5 separate regions of the Mus musculus genome follow, and all the other regions are linked to region 2. Evidence: chromatin contacts called from public Hi-C and HiChIP or PLAC-seq data. All regions are on one chromosome and are shown on one strand. Each heading gives the region's core, a stretch centred on a gene start, on an enhancer-like site or on the middle of the called end of the contact. The rest is flanking DNA. Distances are from core to core; before and after follow the strand shown. Region 1 overlaps Kcnq5 (potassium voltage-gated channel, subfamily Q, member 5). Region 2 holds the start of Kcnq5 (potassium voltage-gated channel, subfamily Q, member 5). Region 3 overlaps Kcnq5 (potassium voltage-gated channel, subfamily Q, member 5). Region 4 overlaps Kcnq5 (potassium voltage-gated channel, subfamily Q, member 5). Region 5 overlaps Kcnq5 (potassium voltage-gated channel, subfamily Q, member 5).

Region 1 (2,700 bases), core at 106-2,605, 310 kb before region 2:
GACGGCTCAGCAATTAAGAGCACTGGCTGCACTTATAGAGGACTTGGGTTAAGTTTCCAACACACAACATAGTAGCTCACAACCATCTATAATGTAGCTCCAGGGATCTGATGCACTATTCTTGTCTCTGTGGTTACCAGGGATGCATATGGTATGCAGTCATGCAGGCAGGCTAAATATCTATACGGATATATTTTTGTAAATGAGGTTTATAGACAAGTTAATAACATAGTAACCACAAATCCATAGTTTTATAAATGAGAGTTTTTCCAAGTTGTTTGAGGAATTTGAAAACATTTAGCTTTCTAAGCACTCCATTATGTGGTTGTCTGTCTGTCTGTCTGTTTGCCTGTCTGTCTGTTTAATCATCCTCCCTTTGAAGCAAGGATGAAGGATATACTATTAGGTATAACAAAGTGATAGGAGTAAATGATCACTAAAACGAGGCGCAAGAGAAAAAGCTTACTGTTTACTGAAACGTTCTTTAACTTGTTATTTTTCATTTTGATAATGTGTGATGCATTCTGTGGACCTTTGATTTGTTGGTAGAAATAGACGTAGCTTCCCTTCAAAAAAGTGAGCTCAGTTTGCTCAGTCACATAACAGTTTCTTGCCCTGTCTCTGGGTGAATTCCAGCTGGTGCAAGCAAAGAACGCCATAGTTTCTTTATTGGAATGAGCTTCGATTGGCAGCTCAAATTGTACTGTGTTTACAGAACGTTACCCAGTACCTTTAAGTCCCTGTGTATGTCCCAAACTTGAGGGGAGAGTGATTGCTGAAGAATGCCAGAGTCTCCGTGTACCATAAGTGATAATTCTTCTTTATGTAGTATTATTTATAAATTACTGCAATAAAGCTTTACCCTATTTCTTTGTAATCCTAGTATGCATGCATAAGTTATCAATATGAATTGTTTTTATGAAGAAGCTGTTATTTTTGTGGCATCAACTCCCTTGGGACTATTACAAACCTAGTTGCAGTTTCAGCTGCTGTTCTAACACAATTATGCAAAATACACAGACGAAACTACTTGGAAATTACAGACGCCAGCATCACGGAACAAGAGTACATTCATCTGATGCTAATGATGAGACTCAGACGGAAGATTTAGAAATTAGAAGCCATCAAGTTCAAAGATGAAGAAAACACAGTTGAAACAGAAAGACACAAGGGTAGTTAGGTGGCAAAAAAGGGGCTAGAAACTGTTGATAAAGGCCAGGAATTATTTGGTATATAATTCATATTTTTATGAGCTAAGGAGGTTTATCAATTAAAAATCAGATAAGAGGATATGGTCATAGCTTGGTAATACATGCTTCTATACATTCTAGTTAGAGCTCTGTTTCTTTGAAAAGATACTCTGATCAAAAGCAGCTTGAGGAGAACAGAGTTTTTTCATCTTACACGTCCAGGTTACAGTCCATTGTGAAGGATGTCAGGGCAGGAATGTAAACAGAGACTTAACAGAATCAACAGAGAAATCTTTTTGCTGGCTCAGTCTCTGTTCCACTCCTATGCTACTGCTTACATGGATTTCTTACACAGTTCAGGATCATTGATCTGGGGTCATACTGCAGACACTGGTCTAGGGTCTCTTACATTGATTAGCAATAAAGATTATGCCTAAAAGGCATGCCCACTACCTAATGTGTTCTAGACAATTCTTCTATTAAGGTTCTTTCTTCCTTGCTGACAGACTCTATGTTGTATCAAGTACAACATATTAAAGCTATCATGAACAGTATTTTGTACAGACGTGAATTCAACTCCCATTACCCTAAAAATGGGGCATGCTAATGCATATAAAATTTTCCAATTAATTATAAAATACCAAATGTAACATTTTCTCATGATTGTAACTTCCATTGTAAGAGGTTGAAAGTACGATCAATTTCACACTAAGTTCAAGACCTTGCATGCAACTTGTTTTTAACACAACATCTAATTTTGAATTTTGTTTCTTACTTTATTTTGGAAAACAGCTCATGTAAATTTGCATTAAAGTTTATCCAACTTTTCATTAATCTTCTGAGGAAGTTTCCAAGGAATACCCTGGATAAATCAGATGAGCTCTTTGTCCCCATGGGACCTATTGGTCACAATGACATGTTCAGTGAAACAAATGATATTGAGGACTGGGAAAAGTAGTTGCTAAGGGGGTCATTTTAGGGAAAGCTTCTCATGATCAGGAGTCTCCATAGCAACCTGACTGGAGAAGATGGAACTAAGAAAAGCACAGTATGAAGGGACTTCCATGTGATTGGTATATGCTGAAGCTCAAGTTCAGGGCACATGAGGAGGAGAGAGATTAAGGCGGTTGGGGATTAGTGAGGTAGAGAGGCAAGTCTTGACAGAAAGGGAGGAAATTATCAGGGATGAGATAATGAATTTTCACAGGACATGATAAGGAGCTCAGATCTTAAATTCAGAAGAAGGTCACGCTAGACTAAGACGAAACAGAGCCACAGTCTGACTTATGTTTCTAGAGTGACTTTGGATGTTATTTGGAGAAAGAATGGTAAGGAGTGTTACAGTTTGGATAAAAAGAGTTCTTCAAGGTTTATGTGTTTGAACACTTTGTCCCTAGACTGTTTGGGGAGGTTGTGACCACTTTGAGAGATAGAGACTAGCTGCAGGAAGAAATCTTGATCTTCATAGCTTGCCATTCTCCGAATCCTGCCTCTACCTCCTTTTCTGCTG
Region 2 (2,700 bases), core at 61-2,560:
ACCTAGTCTCTCTCTCTCTCCATCACGTAGCAGCTTCCTCTGCTTGACCCCAGAGCTGACTGTGGACCCACTCTTAACCTTCTCCTCGCCACTCCATCCCACCCGGTCATGCCCTCCCAGTCTCTCCAGTCTCGGGATGGTGCACAACCTCCCGGAGCTATCCCCAGCTCCTGGGCGCCCCACTCAGTTAACTTTCCGCATATCAGGACCTAATCGCTCCCGATTATCTGAGTCGCCTAAGTCCGGCTTCTGCCTTCAATCACCCAGGTACCTGGAACTGACCCGTTAGTCCCTTGGGTGCTTTGGGGCAAAAGGGCTCTATGTGAACCAGAGCGAGAGGTGGGACGAGAGAGATTGAGGGCTCCAGAGGGCCGATGGCAACACGTGCAAAGAAATAAAAACCACCACGTGTGTGTAGCTCTGCGTGTGAGCGCGCACGCGTTTCCGCGCCTAAGGCCAGGGCGCGGGCGCCAAGTGCGCCCCGGGGCTCCCCAACAGAGGGCATGGCTAGGGGCACACGGGGTCGGAAGTGGGGGCGCGGGTACTCACACGAACGCGTGGTAGACGAACGCCCAGCCGCGGGGTCGCTCCAGCACGTTGTACAGATAGTTCTGCACCCGCCGGTACTTGACGTTGCGCCGACAGCTCTGGCTGCTGGTGTAGGAGAGCGGCTTCCCCAGCAGGCTCATTCGGGCCCCCTGCTTGCCCCGGCGGCTCTCTCTCAAGCCGCCGCCGCCTCCGCCGAGCGCCGCCGCGCGGGTGCCGAGCAACAGCAGGCCGTCGCCCCTGGCGGCCGCCGAGTTCAGCAGCACCCTGCCGCGGCCGGACTCCACATCCTTCATGCCGCTGCCCGGGCGCCCCCCACCCGCGCCTGCCGCCGCCGCCGCGCCGCTCCTCACCCAGAGCCCGGCGGCACCGCCCTCCTCTCCTCCCGCGTGGTGGCGGGGCATGGCATCACCACGGGCACCGCGAGGGGGGCGCTGGCGCCTGCGGCGGGGGCAGCGGCTTCATGTGCGCGGGCAGGTCTGCAGGAGGAAACCCGCAGCCGACGGGGCGCCCCGGGGGGGCGGACTAGCCTAGAGTCGGGGCTCCGGGCGGGGGCGGCGGGGTGTGCGGAGCAGGCCCGGGGAGGTCCGGATTTCTGCCGCTTCCAATTCCAAATCCGGACCTGTTGGGGGCGTCACTTTGTGAGGTGTCCCTCGCTTTCCTTTAGTCTGGTGGCTGCCACTCCCTCCTCCCCGAGGAGTGTCGGCACACGGGACTGAGGGTGTGCGGGATGCCCGGAGGCACGCTCGCACGCGTGCACACCCAGCAGGGTTCGAGTCTGTCTGTCCCCTGCACCCCGGCAGAATACCGGCTTGACCCTAAGTCGGTCTCCCAGGATGAGTTTGGTTCGGTTCTTCCTGGGACTCGGAGCTGTCCGGAGGGCGAAGTCTGCCTCTTGAATAAACTGGACGAGCGGGTCTCTGGGCTTCTCCCGCTGCTATGCCGCGCCTGGTCCTGCCATCCTCGGGTGATGGGTGTGGGCAGGAAAGGTTCTGTCCTACCCTCCAGGTTTTGGCTAGCCTAGGAGCGAGCCAGCGGGGGCTAAGCTTCTGGCAGTGGCGCTTGGGTTCCCGCGCTGGGGACCAGCCCACCGCAGTTCAATGGACACACCCGGAGAGAGCCAGGCAGGGACCCAGCAGCTTCCCGCGACTCAATCCAGCCTGCAGGCTGTGACTTTCCATCCTAGCCTCAGACAACAAGCCTGCGAGTCGCAGAACATCCTTCCCATCCCCAGGGGTGGGGTGTGGGGAGGGCGTAAAACTCCAAAGTAGCTCCTTCGTGGTGAGGGAGCTCCTCCTGACAGAGCAGCCTGGGAAAAGGAGCCCACTTCTCTCCTTCCAGAAATTTCCATGTAAGTGAAAGAAAGTCATAAAACTGCTTAAATCTCCGCCGCGACTGTGGCGTCCCCAGGGAGTTCGAGAGGGATCATGGAGGATAGTGAGTCCAGGACCTGCCTCTCAGACAGGATGCTGTAACTTACAATGTTAGAGAAAAGGGAACCACTGACTGCATCCCCCACCACCTCTGGAAAATGGGCGCCCCAAAGCCCATCTCTTCTCTTGGATGAGAGTGAGATTATGGTGCTGCTGGCTCAGAACTCCGCCTTTCAAAAATATTGTTAGCAATTAAACAACAGATTCAGCGATGGGGAAACTGAGAGGACACCAGGATTGGGAACTCCTTCTAATAGAGCAGCCTTCCTCCCAAATATTTAAAAAAAAAAAAGTAATAATCGCCAAGTTCAACTGAACTATGCTTTCAACACAAAGTCATGGTAGTCAGTAGCAAAGTGGCCATCCCTGAGCCTTTTTTCACTTCCATGAATACCAGCCAACACTAAGGCAAAAATCTTATCTTGGTTGTCTCACCCATAGCAGATAATACTCTACCAACACACCCACACATACACCCCGTGCATACACCCACGCCCACAGACAGCTGCTTTCTACAGTCAGAACGTCAGCTAAGAGTTTTACTTTTATTTTTATCGTTATTGTTTTGTGAAGACCTCTTCCTGGTTCTTACTCAGCAAGACCTTGTTTCCCTTCAAACCTCTGGGCAGTAGGCACTACTAACCCCTAGCGCTGTGCAGCTGGCAGCAGTACCACGTGTGAGCCAAGCATCAACACTCAGAGTCACTCCTGCTTTCCTCTA
Region 3 (2,700 bases), core at 40-2,539, 460 kb before region 2:
ACAGACACCATTGCATACGCCAGCAAGATTTTGCTGAAAGGACCTTGATATAGCTGTCTCTTGTGAGGCTATGCCGGTGCCTGGCAAACACAGAAGTGGATGCTCATAGTCAGCTATTGGATGGAACACAGGGCCCCCAATGGAGGAGCTAGAGAAAGTACCCAAGGAGCTAAAGGAGTCTGCGACCATATTGGTGGAACAACAATATGAACTAACCAGTATCCCCAGAGCTTGTGTCTCTAGCTGCATATGTAGCAGAAGATGGCCTAGTTGGCCATCATTGGGAAGAGAGTCCCCTTGGTCTTGCAAAGTTTTTATGCCTCAGTACAGGGGAACACCAGGGCCAAGAAGTGGGAGTGAGTGGGTAGGGGAGTTGGTGGGGGAGGGTATGGGGGACTTTTGGGATAGCATTTGAAATGTAAAATAAGAAAATACCTAATTAAAAAAAAACCTGTACTTTGGCATTGATCACTGCTGACCACACTCCTGTATCTCCCTAAATATTGATGCTGGGGACAGCTCTTCCTATCTTAAATCAAGGATCTTTACTTTTAAAACTTGGAATTTAGTGGGGTACTGTATTTATAGATGGAACACAAAGTGAATTCTGGTATCAAATGTTGGTATTTTGGACTCTTACTAAGGAGAATTCCGCTTTTCATAAAGCCTAGAACTAATAAACACTCCAGTTTAGAGTGGCACACTTCAGTGTAGGGTGGTGTACTCCAGTTTAGGGTGGTCTTATTTTCCCATTTAATCTAGATACTCCAGAGTTATTGAGGACCCCATCATATGCAACAGGGACAATTTCAATTAAAAATGACATAAACAAGCTTTCCACAAAGGTCTTTAGTGACATATTATAAGTCACTATCAATAATCTAAATTTCCTTAGCACTCAGATCTACTATATGCTGTTTTTGTAATGAATAGAAATAATAATCTCTCTTAACTACATTTCATGTTTTTTTTTAACCTTCAGACAACTCCATTAATGAGTCAGCCAATATAAACAAAACTGTTTCAGAGTCATAAGCCCTTATTTTCATTCCTAGAAGCTTGGTATGCTGAACGATCTTTTTATTTACTTATTTTTACTTTGATATCAAGCCTAGTGGTTTTTTTTTTTATGGAAACATAATTAGGCCATTGAGAAGCCTGTAAAGCACAGGTTAAACAGCAGTCAAAACAGCCTTCTCGAAGAGGAAATCATTGAAAATACGCTGCTTCTCCCTACACATCGCAGAGATGACCTTTGAAAGCTTGCTTTGTTCGTGGCGCTGCCGAGAAGCTAGCTGGCTGGTGACTAAGCAAGGGTATATTGAGAGTTTCCCACACACAGTTTAACACACAACACAGCAATTTGTATTGGTAATAAAAAAAAGAGAGAGGAAGAATGGAAAGAGAGATAAAAAGGTGCCAGGCTTAATTTGCCAGCAACTGCATCTCAAAGGGGGAACAGGTGCCCCTGAATATCTCCATCAACTGAAATGTATTTGAATTATCCAAGAGAAGCAAACGCCACACATGAATTCAGACTGCTGCAGAAAGGTTGGGCTATGAATTGCCTTCCCTCGATCCCATGAAAACCCACCCACTTTCTCAGGTTACACCATATCTCACCACAAATAACAGGATTTCATTTACTTTCTGTTTATTAGAGGTATTTCAAGAATGTCCCAGTACAGGGGAACGCCAGGGCCAAAAAGGGGGAGTGGGTGGGTAGGGGATTGGGGGGGTGGGTATGGGGGACCTTTGGGATAGCATTAAAAATGTAAACGAGTAAAATACCTAAAAAAAAAAAGAATTTCAAGTCTATTTCTGATCTCTATCCTTTGCCCAGTGTTTCTTGTGTGTAGGGAGGAAGAGTTGGAAATGAAACAATTTTTTTTTCTAAATTGACTTTGTGAGTTAACTCATAAAGCAATGAGTTTCACTATGACGCTTTCTCTTATTATGTAACACTTCTCATATGTGCATGCCATGATATTTTTTTCTCATGCATGCATGCCATTATATGATTTTGTTCTGACTCATCCCTCTCCCAAATTCCTCTGGCATCCCAACTGTGTTGCTTTTTCTGATTATATTTCTCCCTACCTTTGTATGTTGCATGCATTTCATTATCCTCTCTTCTCCCTACCACAGGCATCAACCTCTTTCTCCTCTCACATGATACCCTATGGGTTTCATGGGGCTAAGGGTGCAGTATGTGTGTGTACACGTATGTACATATGAACTACTGTGCGCGCATACACACAAACACACATCTATGTCTAGACTTTCCACATTAGAGAAGGCATGCATTGTTAGTTTTTCTGCATCAGGATTATTTCACTGTGACAATGACAATCTCCATTTGCATCCACTTTCCTACAGATGCTATGGTTGCATTTTCCTTTGTGGCAGAAAAAAAAACCCTCCACAATTGTCTATCTACTTTTATGGGACTATGGATGCATGTGAATGTGTGCACATACATGCACTCACATTTGTTCATATCTAGACTCCTCATCTTAGAGAAAAACATGCACATCCAATCTGGTTCTATTGCCTAGGTACTATGAACAGTGCTATAGTAAGCATCGTGTGCTTGTGCCTCATAGCATGCTGACTTAGAGTCCCTTGAGAATACACTCGGTAGTGATAGAGTCCTTTTTAGTTTGTTGAAGAAATTCCACAATGATTCCCACAGTGGCT
Region 4 (2,700 bases), core at 153-2,652, 500 kb before region 2:
CGTCTATCACTGGCTTTGGCTGGGAACTCTTGAGCCGTAGTGAGGGCCTGAAGCGGGTTCGGTCGTTGAAGCTCCAACTCTTCTGGACTTTGGTGGGGCTGCCCTCGGCAGTGATGTCAGTGCTCGGGGATCTCCTGTCACCTACTGATGCTTGTCTGCTCTTAATGCTCTGGCCCCTTGGGCTAGCCATGCGCACTCGCTCCTTAAAGCTCAGCTTCTGACTGTGGAAAACAGAGCCACGGTTATTCCATCGAAACAAGCATCTCTCATTCCTCAGGGGCGAATGCTTGGATGAAACTATAAGGCCATTTACAAATCAATAGGCAAGAGCGTGTGCAGCAAGTAGGAGCCAGAAATAGATTTTTTTTATTGAAAAAAAAATAAAGAAAAGAGCGACATTTAATCATGCTGTGTGTATTTATTTGAGATCAGTCTCACTCTTGTGAGTAAATACATGCTCCTTGGATTTATGTAGGAAGGAAAACGACCAGGTAGAACACTTTGTGCCCAATTTCACTGAAGATAACCAAAAATGAGTTTGGAATTCACTTTAAAAATTGTTGGGTGGTTGTAGCTTTCCCCTCCATTGTTAAGTTCCTCTTGTTTGTTTGTTTGGGAGATCTTTCTTTGGAACTCCTAAGCATCGCTACAGGTAAACAGGGATGATGGTTACATATGTACCTACATTCAGCATGCATTGTATACCCCAGGCAAGATTATGATATCCATAAATTCATGCAATCTCAAAGCAATCGACAGCACTGCACACATATATTAAACACATGACACTTGACATTATGTTCTTCATTCTTGGGAAAAGAAACCAAACATGGGGTTTGGTTGGGGGGCAGCCTCGACATGTAATGAATGAGGTGATTGACAGAAAGAGATGCAATGTTGACAGTTTTCTGCCATGAAAGCAAGCTACCAGGAAGATCACTTTTATCTAAACATTCCGTTCTGTGGTACTGGATGGGATCAAGCTGCCGTGGGATGGTCAAGGATGTACTAGCAACAGAATCCAAAATGAATCTTTACCCTTCCATGGTTAAGATGTGTGTCTTTTGTGTTGTGTTAGGAGGAGCAGGTAGGAATTATGGAGACAGGTCTCTGACTCATGAGAAAACAGGAGTAATATAGCTATCTTTTAAAATACATACATATATACTTATAGGAATCAAATGAACTGTGGAGAGTGTTATATGCCCCAACATGGTTTTGTTTCACTTATAAAGCGCTGTGCTATTCATTAGAAAGCAACACACAGTTATCAATGCGAAGGGCCCAGTGCTCTTCAGAGACTGAAGAAATAATGGAGCAATGGGTCTGAGGGTGAGTCGCTTAGCACAGCTCTTGTGAGTCATGCTGCAGCCTTTGTGGGGGATGAAGGCAGCGTGCTCATGGATAAGGACTGTCTGAGACCAAGTGAAGGCCTTGTCTTCTCCACTTACCGCAGTGTCCACGGTCCCCAGCTGCAGCATGCCAACAGCAAATGTGTTTAGTGGGTGTGTGTCTGGCAGCTAACGAGAGATAGTAACATTTGTTTTTCCATGCCTAGCTGCTTAACCTCTGCGGGTCTAAAGAGGTGCCATGTCTGATGTGAAGTTGTGTACATGGAAACAAATCATATCATGAACAATGGTGGTCTGACAGTCTGGTTAGCACTAAAGGAGTTGACCATGCAGCTGACACCTCCTGGCCCCAAATGCAGACACAGCCACTTCCAGCACAACTAGCTGAAGGCACATGCAGGCTGGGCAGTTTTGTGGTGAGGTCACGTGAGGTCAAGAATTCTGTCCAACAGCCCCGTCGGTCACAGGCTTTATCTTGACAAATGTATGATTAAATGATAGGTTACATCAAACGACAGCAACAGAAAACAGCTAACGAGCACATTGTTTTATATTCAGTCTAGGTTCTCCATATCACCCCATACCCTTAAATTACTAAGAGAAACCTGTCAAAGAGATAGGTGAAAAATGCCTACTTTCCCTTAAAAGGATTTTAATTATAAAAATTTCTGATCTTTAAAAAAATTTTCAGCTTGTCTGTACCGTAACTTAAATTTTTGATGATGTAGTTCAGCAAACATATGTTCGTTTCTGCACCTTCATTTCCATAAATGGCTGACTCAAGTAGACACAGCTAAATGAGAACCCCAAGTGTTCTCACTGTGTTTGACCTTGTCTCTTACCTTTCTGGAATTAATGCTAATTGCATGGAAGGTTAAGTTTAAATGCTGGAAAGCTACATCTCTTTCCTAATCCAACTGAACAAACAAGAAACGGGTAAAATATAATCACCAAGAAATTAATATAAATTCTATTTTATTCTTTTTTTAAGAACTACAATTTTTAAAAAGCTTAAAAATTTTCTAAAATAAAACAGCTTCAGATATCCCATGATTTATTTATGATGACAAAATATTTGAGAATCACCCCTGTAACATATCATTACATCATTACCTCTACAAGTTGATGAAACATTTTTTAAATCTACACACATTAAAAATTGACATGTTAATTCTGGGTACCATTTTCTTTTCGGTTGTCTTTTAAATTTAGTTTATTTTATTTTGCGTGTGCAGGCATTCTGTCTGTCTGTCTGTCTGTCTGCGTGCCCTGTGCATGGCTGGTGCTTAGAGGCCAGTAAAGGACACCAGATCCCCTGGAGATAGAGCTATAAATAGTTGTGAGCCAC
Region 5 (2,700 bases), core at 80-2,579, 410 kb before region 2:
GGGCATTGAAGCAACCTTCTTACAAGTCTGCCTTCCCGTGGTCCTTTGCCATTTCATCTTTCCTCCAGGATAGAGTCAGAGTTATCACACTCAAAGTAAAATTTGATCAGCTTATGATACTACTTAAAGAGTCCTGTGACAGCTCTATGCCCCAGTATAGGGGAATGCCAGGACCAGGAATGGGAGTGGGTAGGTTGGGGAGCAGGGGAGTGGGGGAGGGGATAGGGGATTTTCAGAGGGGAAACTAGGAAAGGGGATAACATTTTAAATGTAAATAAAGAAAATATCTATAAAAAATTAAAGACATTTTCAGTTAAAAAAAAAAAAGAGCTCCTGTTGATGTCTGTCATTGCCAGTACAAACTCCAAAATCTTCTCCAAGGGGAAGACATTCTAAGTCTCCTAGGTGATGCCTAAAACTTCAGATAGCACCAAGTCTTCTGTAAACTAGGCTTTTGTATCCACAGCCCTAAGTTAAAGATAAATTTATAAATTAGACACAATAAAATTAAAAATTAATAAGAAATTATAACAATATTCTGTGATAATAGTTACAGAAATATGATTCTGTCTTCTACCCTCTTTAATTTTTTAAAAAAACATTATGTTATGTAAATGGATGTTGTGCCTACATGTCTGTGTGTGTACCATGTACATTCATGGTACCTGCAGAGGCCAGAATATTGCAGTGGATCACATGGAACAGGAGTTACAGACAGTTGTGAGCTGCCATGTGGGTACTGAGATCAAACCCAGGTTTGGAAGAGTAGCCAGTGCTCTTAACTGCTGGGCTATCCTCCAGCCCCAGCTTCCTTTAAAAAAAAAGTGTCTTATTCTGTAATTACTTTTCTCTCTACTTTCAGTGTGCTTTTCTATTTTCAGAAAGGATGAATTATAATGAATGGTATAATGAGCTCAACATATAATCCTTCTTTTCTTATTAAATTGGGAATGTTCACCCTTTCCGTTATGGGAAGTACTTCACAGTTTCTTCTTGACATATACTCATTTCCTGCAACATTATTCTTTTGTTTTAGGGACACAGTTATACAAAATAGGGGTTAACTGACTAAAAGTCTTATAATACCATGGCAATGGATCTTCACTAAAGAGGGATACAAAATTACCAATGAGAGGGTAGCACACCCAGAGCAGATACCTGTTGACAAGTGGGTGACTCATGGCCCAGATGGGTCAGTGGCACAGGGGGAGGTTTTATCATAAATGCAGAATGGTATGCACTCTAAAACACGGGAAGCATATCCCACAGTTTCAGAATGCAATTGGGCACAAATAATAAAAGCCACAGAAAAAGAGGAACTACTCTACTTAAACAAATAAGTTCAAAGCCCCGTTACAAATTCCTCTGAGGTTCTTTTGTTCAACCACCACTTCCCTAGAACTTCGTCAGCCTAACGACAACTTTTGTCTTGTCGGTCTAGTTTAAATGTCACTATCACCTGTGGACGTTTTTTTCCAATCCCCTAGTAGAGACTGAATCATTTCCTCTGTTTTAATCAGGTTCCCTTTTTATCCTATCATCTTTGTGAATCATGGAACTTCTAATTCCACTTACTTTTAGCTCTCTCATTTAATGAAATCAGTCCTGAATAAAATCAAGGGTGAAATAGAACACTGCATCTAGAATGGAGTAGAAACTCAAGAAAAGTCAAATGCATGCCTAAAAATGTGTGTGTTAAACCCAATGAAATTGCCATGAGATCAGAGAGAGGAGCATTAAGAACTCATCTTAGTTTCTTTAGGTTCTGTTGATCTCAAATGGTATTATAGGATGCTATGTGGGACTCTCTCCTTGCCCCTCCCCCCAGATATCATTACTGAATGACTCTCATTGCTAAATGACTTTAAATTATATTAATATTTAATCTGAAACTATCCATTTTTACTGGTGGCTTCAGACACATATCATACTATTATTCTTCAGGGTTAATGAAGCTTTGATATTTGATAATACTACTAGTGAAAATAATGTAAATACATGAGTACCTAAGATTCAGAAGTGACGTAGAACTCAAAAGAAAGTGAAAACTGAAAACGAGTTAAAAGGAGCAAAAATTAACAAAGATTCATTTTATTTTATATTTTGAAAGCTATACTCTATAATACTCAGTTATACTTATAATACTCAATTATTTTGTCTTGTTGTCCTTCTAAAATTAGTGAAAATTTGTTTCGGAATTTAATAGTGTTTAAATTACAAGATTAATTGGAACCAGCATATTTTAATGTGTTCAGGAAGAACTGAGCTTGTATAGTGATTTATTTAAAAGCTTGACACTAGGACAGGAAAGCAAACCCTGGATCTAGTCACCCATTTCATGTAGTTGAAAGGTTTATCTCAAATTTCTTTTGTTCCAGCCATAGAGTACTTACTTTGTTCTGAACATAGACTAAAGCTATAAATAAAACAAAGATACACTCTTGGGAAGCTTACACCCCAGATGTCAGAAATCAATATTGAGAAGCAATGACAAAATAGCAAGAAAAAAAGCAAACAGTGACAAATGCCATATAGACAAAGTAGAGGTACATACTGATTTGTTTTCAGATTGAATGGTCAGAACATTTCGTTTTCACACATTTACCGTGTACCCTCTACAAACAAGTCGATGTGGTATACACTAGGGTATATATAGACTGTTACATAGAATCCCTATTCTTACCTAGCTTGCAGGCTGAG

The links. A called contact is a pair of places that touch in the nucleus more often than the background predicts. HiChIP or PLAC-seq counts read pairs in DNA pulled down with a chosen protein or histone mark.
Region 1: an H3K27ac HiChIP or PLAC-seq map of neural progenitor cells shows a contact between it and region 2, with 8 times the contacts expected there. The contact joins the enhancer-like site here to the promoter of Kcnq5 in region 2. A contact is called at or near these places in 5 of 39 promoter capture datasets (the C10 cell line, cranial neural crest, liver and 1 more), 1 of 15 datasets of contacts at CTCF or cohesin (pro-B cells), 3 of 484 Hi-C or Micro-C datasets (cortical neurons, embryonic fibroblasts and large pre-B cells), 2 of 115 datasets of contacts at active chromatin or transcription factors (large pre-B cells and neural progenitor cells) and 1 of 9 other capture datasets (adipose tissue).
Region 3: a FOXA1 HiChIP or PLAC-seq map of pancreatic cancer cells shows a contact between it and region 2. The contact joins the enhancer-like site here to the promoter of Kcnq5 in region 2. A contact is called at or near these places in 5 of 39 promoter capture datasets (the C10 cell line, cranial neural crest, hippocampal neurons and 2 more), 1 of 15 datasets of contacts at CTCF or cohesin (pro-B cells), 2 of 484 Hi-C or Micro-C datasets (cerebral cortex and pancreatic cancer cells), 10 of 115 datasets of contacts at active chromatin or transcription factors (the 230-238 cell line, astrocytes, cardiomyocytes and 6 more) and 1 of 9 other capture datasets (pancreatic islet).
Region 4: a Hi-C map of the N1E-115 cell line shows a contact between it and region 2, with 9 times the contacts expected there. The contact joins the enhancer-like site here to the promoter of Kcnq5 in region 2. A contact is called at or near these places in 17 of 39 promoter capture datasets (the 3T3-L1 cell line, the C10 cell line, the HPC-7 cell line and 11 more), 3 of 15 datasets of contacts at CTCF or cohesin (hippocampal excitatory neurons, large pre-B cells and pro-B cells), 116 of 484 Hi-C or Micro-C datasets (the 63-12 cell line, the AML12 cell line, B cells and 79 more), 30 of 115 datasets of contacts at active chromatin or transcription factors (the 230-238 cell line, DN3 thymocytes, SST interneurons and 25 more) and 4 of 9 other capture datasets (adipose tissue, liver, macrophages and 1 more).
Region 5: a contact with region 2 is called in an H3K4me3 HiChIP or PLAC-seq map of the 230-238 cell line, with 14 read pairs. The contact joins the enhancer-like site here to the promoter of Kcnq5 in region 2. A contact is called at or near these places in 7 of 39 promoter capture datasets (the C10 cell line, cranial neural crest, hippocampal neurons and 2 more), 2 of 15 datasets of contacts at CTCF or cohesin (large pre-B cells and pro-B cells), 7 of 484 Hi-C or Micro-C datasets (the 63-12 cell line, the Ba/F3 cell line, the C10 cell line and 4 more) and 5 of 115 datasets of contacts at active chromatin or transcription factors (the 230-238 cell line, DN3 thymocytes, forebrain and 1 more).

What each region holds. Positions count from the first base shown.
Region 1 is chr1:21,649,991-21,652,690 of GRCm38.p6, forward strand. The region is part of intron 1 of Kcnq5 (potassium voltage-gated channel, subfamily Q, member 5); the gene reads right to left. Among named protein-coding and RNA genes, the nearest start is that of Khdc1b, 270 kb to the left of the region's middle. Within about 2 kb of position 1,356, at least 5 of the 459 cell types and tissues checked have an H3K27ac peak or open chromatin away from gene starts, as enhancers often do. A contact at or near this core is called in neural progenitor cells, where this site is marked.
Region 2 is chr1:21,960,632-21,963,331 of GRCm38.p6, forward strand. Kcnq5 (potassium voltage-gated channel, subfamily Q, member 5) reads right to left here and starts at 1,311. Exons shown (of 14, transcript NM_023872.3): 1 at 550-1,311. The coding sequence starts at 950.
Region 3 is chr1:21,498,737-21,501,436 of GRCm38.p6, forward strand. The region is part of intron 5 of Kcnq5 (potassium voltage-gated channel, subfamily Q, member 5); the gene reads right to left. Among named protein-coding and RNA genes, the nearest start is that of Khdc1b, 120 kb to the left of the region's middle. Within about 2 kb of position 1,290, at least 30 of the 459 cell types and tissues checked have an H3K27ac peak or open chromatin away from gene starts, as enhancers often do. A contact at or near this core is called in pancreatic cancer cells, where this site is marked.
Region 4 is chr1:21,457,404-21,460,103 of GRCm38.p6, forward strand. It overlaps Kcnq5 (potassium voltage-gated channel, subfamily Q, member 5), which reads right to left. Exons shown (of 14, transcript NM_023872.3): 10 at 1-221. Among named protein-coding and RNA genes, the nearest start is that of Khdc1b, 75 kb to the left of the region's middle. Within about 2 kb of position 1,403, at least 10 of the 459 cell types and tissues checked have an H3K27ac peak or open chromatin away from gene starts, as enhancers often do. A contact at or near this core is called in the N1E-115 cell line, adipose-derived mesenchymal stem cells and muscle stem cells, where this site is marked.
Region 5 is chr1:21,553,497-21,556,196 of GRCm38.p6, forward strand. All of the region lies in intron 2 of Kcnq5 (potassium voltage-gated channel, subfamily Q, member 5), which reads right to left. Among named protein-coding and RNA genes, the nearest start is that of Khdc1b, 170 kb to the left of the region's middle. Within about 2 kb of position 1,330, at least 35 of the 459 cell types and tissues checked have an H3K27ac peak or open chromatin away from gene starts, as enhancers often do. A contact at or near this core is called in the 230-238 cell line, the 63-12 cell line, the Ba/F3 cell line and 4 more, where this site is marked.